Regions from separate parts of the Mus musculus genome. Here region 1 is linked to region 2. The links are chromatin contacts, called in public Hi-C maps. All regions are on one chromosome and are shown on one strand. Each heading gives the region's core, a stretch centred on a gene start, on an enhancer-like site or on the middle of the called end of the contact. The rest is flanking DNA. Distances are from core to core; before and after follow the strand shown.

What was found. Hi-C and Micro-C count contacts between places; a contact is called where the count stands out from the background.
Region 1: a Hi-C map of the N1E-115 cell line shows a contact between it and region 2, with 7 times the contacts expected there. The contact joins two enhancer-like sites. A contact is called at or near these places in 4 of 39 promoter capture datasets (the C10 cell line, the HPC-7 cell line, liver and 1 more), 5 of 484 Hi-C or Micro-C datasets (the C10 cell line, the G1E-ER4 cell line, the N1E-115 cell line and 2 more) and 2 of 9 other capture datasets (adipose tissue and pancreatic islet).

The regions. Positions count from the first base shown.
Region 1 is chr14:47,248,443-47,251,503 of GRCm38.p6, reverse strand. It overlaps Wdhd1 (WD repeat and HMG-box DNA binding protein 1), which reads left to right. Exons shown (of 25, transcript NM_001360532.1): 17 at 613-744. Among named protein-coding and RNA genes, the nearest start is that of Gm24378, 21 kb to the left of the region's middle. Within about 2 kb of position 1,468, at least 29 of the 459 cell types and tissues checked have an H3K27ac peak or open chromatin away from gene starts, as enhancers often do. A contact at or near this core is called in the N1E-115 cell line, where this site is marked.
Region 2 is chr14:47,132,373-47,135,431 of GRCm38.p6, reverse strand. It overlaps the pseudogene Gm52169. Among named protein-coding and RNA genes, the nearest start is that of Gm10371, 18 kb to the right of the region's middle. Within about 2 kb of position 1,306, at least 33 of the 459 cell types and tissues checked have an H3K27ac peak or open chromatin away from gene starts, as enhancers often do. A contact at or near this core is called in the N1E-115 cell line, where this site is marked.

The DNA.
Region 1 (3,061 bases), core at 219-2,718, 120 kb before region 2:
TCACCAGGGGCAGAGCTTCCCTGGTAGGGTCAGTAAGCCCGCTACACTGACCGTAAACTTATCCTCTCCTAACCTAGCCCTGTTGTTTTAAAGGCATTTGAAACCGTGCAATTAGTTATGATAGTTAGGAAGTAAACCACCTACAGAATTGGCTTACAAAGTCCTCTGAGGACGAGTCATATAGGAAATAAAAGTGCTATACTCATACACAGAAACGCCTTTTTAAAAGGCTAGAACGTAAAGCCAAGCGATTTTAGCACATTGAGATTCAAATTATAGTAAAGTAAGACTATAGAGAAAAGAGGGTTTCAGAAAATATTTAAGGGGCTGGTGAGATGGCTCAGTGGGTAAGAGCACCCAACTGCTCTTCCAAAAGTCAGGAGTTCAAATCCCAGCAACCACATGGTGGCTCACAACCATCCGTAACGAGATCTGACTCCCTCTTCTGGAGTGTCTGAGGACAGCTACAGTGTACTTACATATAATAATAAATAAATAAATCTTTAAAAAAAAAAGAAAGAAAATATTTAAAGCTGGTATCTTAAGGTACAGCTAACACTTGCCCAGTATGAGAGAGCTGTTCAGTTTTGTGTACTTCTGTCCATTTTCCAGGAACAATTTTGGCATTCGGTTCTGTTTCACAACTACCTTGATTACTTGGCTAAAAATGGTTATGATTATGAGGAGAGCATTAAAAACCAGGCAGTAAAAGAGCAGCAGGAACTCTTAATGAAAATGCTTGCGGTGAGTAAAATATGTTGAAAAATTAAAGTTTAATTATTTTCTTAGGTTGAGAAAAAAAAATTCTTTTGAAACATGTTTACTGTATGTAGCCCTGGCTGTCCTGGAACTTGCTCTGTAAACCAGGCTGGCCTCAAACTCAAAGAGATTTGCCTGCCTCTGCCTCCCGAGTGAGTAAAGGCGTGTGGCTCCATTCCCAGCCCTAGGTAGAATTTCTTAAATATATGTAAATGAGGACTAAATTCTACCTTCTAGGGTACATAAATTGTAATTTTCTCTTAAAATTTCTATCTCACCTTTGATGTTACAGTTAAAATATTTGAACTATTTCCCTATAGCTAAGGCTGTAGGTGGGCGAGTAAGCTTTTTCCGGTGTTGTGCCTGTTCACTGGGCATCATCTGATGCTGCAGGGGGCTGGCACATGTGAGAGCCATTGTTGGGACGCTTGCTCATCTCTGAGTGCACAGAGTTCAGGTGTGGGCTGTTGGAGGTCTCCAGGCTTGGATAGTTTTGAGACCGTCCTTACGCTTTCGGATCTCCCAGCCTTTTGTCATCACCAGTGGCTGGGTTTCCTGCCCTGGATTCTTCACTACATTTCTTTTTGAAGCAGATTCTCTTAAGGTTCGTGGTCCTCCTTTCAAGCTTTATTTATTGAAAGGAGTGTAATCCCATGTCCTCTCCTCTGGATGGTGCTGGTGACCTTTGAGGGAAGTGACCTTAATTCATTCTAGCCACTGCAAGAATGACACTGCTCTCTGAGTCAGAGTTCCGCCTTGCTTAGAAGTGCTTCTGAATCATGCCAGCAGTCTTGAGGAGGCTCGGGTGAAGATACAGGGCTTCTTACTCATAGGGCAGGTGTATAAATTACAAAAAGCTCCTGCACCGGGAGTCATAAGACCCCTAATGTCCCTCAGAGAGCAAGAACTTATTTTAAGCTCAAATTGTCGTGTGCTGGATTGTCAATTCAATCCAAAGAGAAAAGTGAGTGTTTTCTAAGATGCACTAATTGAAGGTTCCTCCCACCTCCTCCTGGTCTTTTTATGAGTATCTGTCTGCATGTGTGTCCATGCACCATGTGTGTCCATGCACCATGTGTGTGCCTGATGATCACGGAGGCCAGGAGAGGGTATGAGGTATCCTGGAAGTGGAGTTCTGGGCAGTGAGGAGCTGCTGTGTGGGCATTGGGAATAGAACCTAGGCTCTCTCCAAGCGCAGCACATGTCCTTTGAAAGAACTGGAACTGGCACAGGACGCCCTAAGACCACGTTCTCAGCCCAAAGGAGATTTGCTTCATGAGGGACAAAGAGCAAGGAATAGGTGACAAAGACAGGAGACAGAACATGAAGGGGGAAAGGAGAAGGAACAAGGGTGAGGGAGAAGGTGTATGTTGCCGTGGAAGGACTGCCTCTGGATAGAAATGAGACAGATGTGACCCTTGCGCAAATGGCAGTTTATAAAGGGAAAAGGAGAAACCCCTGTTAGGGTGATTTGGGTTGTTTTGGTTGGGCATGTAAATTAGGTGACAGAAAGGGCTCCTGATTGCTGGAATTCAATACTTTGATAGCTAGACCTTGGTTATTGGCCTCAGGAGAAGGAAGTAGTCGAGTAAGGGAGTAGACCTTGGTGGCCAGCTTTAGGGATATAATCTATGATTTAGCAAGGAAGAGGGAAATGGGAAGGCAAGGCCTGCTGTGCTGGTGCCTGCTAGAGCCCTTCATTCTTTTGTTTGTTTGTTTGTTTTTGTTTTTATTTTTGTTTTTCGAGACAGGGTTTCTCTGTGTAGCCCTGGCTGTCCTGGAACTCACTCTGTAGACCAGGCTGGCCTCGAACTCAGAAATCCACCTGCCTCTGCCTCCCGAGTGCTGGGATTAAAGGTGTGCGCCACCACCGCCCTGCTGAACCCTTCATTCTTAACCACTGAGTCAACCCTCCTGCCCCAGAACACCCTTCATTTTATATTATAGACATTAAAAAGTGCAAATGTTAATTTGGAATTTGTATAGCTATTTCTGGTAGTTGAAGATCACAGACAATAAATAAATAAAGATGAAATTTTAAACATGTCTACTTTTCCTGTCCAAATTTGCTTAGTAGCATTTGTTGTTTAGTTTTAAGCAAATAGTAACTGCTTTTTGTTTTAATTCACTTTTTAAAATTCCCTGCCCTATTGTGATGAGTGTCAACTGGAAAAACAGTTAGGAGAATTACATTTGAGTTTTGAGCAGTTGTCCTCTCATGCACTTTACATCTGAACTATGTCACATCTCATTGAATCTAAGCTACTATTTGTAAATGCACTGTTCTTTTATTCATTTAAGC
Region 2 (3,059 bases), core at 57-2,556:
ACAAAGACGTGTGGACAAAAGGTGATACTGTGGGACATGCTGTGACACACTACAGCTTCCACAATGGGAGTCTTTATTCTCCATTGGGGGAAGGTTGCCAGGGTAGAGGGTAGGCACAAGAGGAAGGGAGATGAGTGGGATTGGAGTGTCTGATGTGAAACCCACAGAGAACCAATAATTGGCTGGAGCACCCGGGAGGATGAGGCTGCACGGAAGGGAGAGGTGCTCAGAAGACTGCGACACCAGACAATTCACGGAGGGAAAGATCTCAGTTTGGACTGGGTCTTTTGATGAGTTTACTTGCTTATGCTAATGAGAAGATTGTACACAGGTGTGTGGGGCATGGATCTGCCTAGCAGACAGATTGGGTTTGGTTATGAAGGTATTATTAAATAACTGAATTAGTCAGCTTATCGCTTCTCGACCTTTTGGCTAAGATCAAGTGTAGTGTGAATTAGTCAGTTCATACAACTTTGTGTATATGTGTCTGTATATATATATGTATATATAGATATACATATCTATATATACACATAAATATATATAATACATATACACACATATAATACATACACACACATATATAATACATATGTATGTATATATAATACATATATATGTATATAACACATATATACATATATATGTATTAACACATATGTATTAACATATGTATATGTATGTATGTATATGTATATATAAAACCTTGGGTTTCCTGATCCTTGGAGAACAGTGAAAGTCATGGCTCTGCTGGAAGGTGCTGGGTGACAGCTAGGTCCTTTGGCAGGCTATCCTCGGTTCAGCCGGCAGCCATGTCCCCTACCCTCTATTGTCTTCCAGCTGATTGTCACCCTCTGAGCTCCGGTTTCTTCAGTGGGAAATTAGAGTCATAGTAATGCCTCCTTTCTGGGGATGCCTGGGAGACAACAGAAAGTGTTTACCTAAAGCTCTGGCACAGTGTTTACCAAGTGCTTAAAATGTTACTGTTGCTGCTATTACCTTTGTCGTTGGGCCTCACCAGGCTTTGAGCTTTCAGGCAGAGCCCAGAGAGCTAGAAGATGATTGTGTCGAGGTTTGAGAGGTGAGCGAAGCTTCCCTTAATGAATGGTGGCAACAACCCAGCAAGCAGGAGGGGAGGGAGCCGAACAAGCTCCTAGACACCTGGAAAATTGTGTCTGCCTCAGTGGTATCAGCCCGGCAGATCAGAGCTCATCTCTCTTCTTCCGCAGAGCTGGGCACAGAGGCCTGGCTCACCCAGTGACTCATCTAATAGCCCTGCAAGTTTGCCCAGCTTGCAGCCCCACAAATTACATTTGCAGCCTCCTTATCAGGCAAGCTAGGAAATTAAACCTAACCGGCCACGGTGTTGCTAAGTAATACGGCCGCGTACACAGACACCCGAGGCTGAGACCATCATAGCCCCATTAAAGCATCATTTCCCACTGTGGCTAATAAGGTTTGAAATCTTCTAAGGAAACCTGCTGTTCTTTTTTAAGGTCAGGAAATGGGATAATTTGGTTATAAGCAAGAAACAGAGTTTCTTTTCCTAGATGTGTGTGCGCGCAAGCGCATGTGTGTGGGTTTGTATGTAGCACACATCCCATAGATCAGTCTTCATGGTTAGTAAAAACGGAAGGAGATCAGAGACACCTGCCATCCCTACTGGGCTCTGACCTGGGAGGTCCAGGGTCCAGTCTACCTCTGGGTCCCTCACCTAGCATCCTAGAGGTGCTTGCTGAGTGTCTGCTGTCTCTCCTACGCCTGAGATTCTGAAGAAAATTCAATGGTGGGAGATGAGGACACTTCAGGCACTTTCTCCCCTGAGCCCCATTTTCCCCCTTGACCTGCTGAGGTGGAGTTGAGAGTGGCTTTCTTTCCTTACTTCTCACAAGTCAGGCCCCTGTAGCCATTTTAGGGCTTGACAGCTTGTGGGCACAGAGTTCAGAACCTAAGGGCACAGCTCCAGAGAGTAGGACAGTAGCTGACTGGCCGCTGTGCCCATGAAGGCTGGGGTTTAGTGTGTGTGCGCCATTCTTCCAGTGTGGCTTTTCTGTGACACAGGTAGTCAGGGCTCAGACATTTGGAGTCCATGGGTCTTTCTAGCTCACTTCCCTGGGCTCCAGGGGATGGGGTAGCCTGGAAAGTAAAATCCTGCCTCTTTACATTTTATTGTAGGTGTATTGTGAGTGTATTTGTGTGTGTGTGTGTGTGTGTGTGTGTATATATGTGTGTGTGTGTGTATATATGTGTGTGTGTGTGTGTGTGTGTGTGTGTGTGTGTGTGTGTAGGTCAGAGGTCAAGGTCATGTGTCATCTTCCTAAATACTTTGTACTTTCTTTTTTGGGATAGGCTCTCTCCCTGAAGCTGGAGCCAGCTTGTCTGGCCAGCAAGCCCTAGGGATCCTCCTGGCTCTGCCTCTCCAGTGCCAGCGAGACACACAGACACACTCTGCTGCCGGTGGCTTTTTCTGTGACTGCTGAGGATCTGGCTCTGGGTCTGCATGCTTCTGAGTCAAATACTTTCCTTGTCTGAGTGATCTCCCTAGCCCTTAGTTTGCTTTTTGAGAGAACGTCATGTAGCTTAGGCTGGGCTGCAGCTGTGTAGCCAAGGATAACCTTGTGCTGCGATTATGTGTATAAACCACCAACATGTTTTTTTTTTCTTCCGGATTGAACCTAGGGCTTTATGCTTACCAGGCAAGGATTTTACCAACTATACCATGTCTATCTTTAATCATATCTTATAATAATATTTTTCAAGACTTACTCGGGCAGGTTGCATGTCATGCTATGGGGCATATAGGGATATGCCATATATGTGTGTGTATGTATATGTTAGATATGTGTGTGTATATACATACACACATATATCTATATATCTATATATCATCTATATATCTATATATCATCTATATATCTATATATCATCTATATATCTATATATCATCTATATATCTATATATCATCTATATATCTATATATCATCTATATATCTATATATCTATGTATCTATATATCATCTGTATATCTATATATCTATATATCATCTATATATCTATA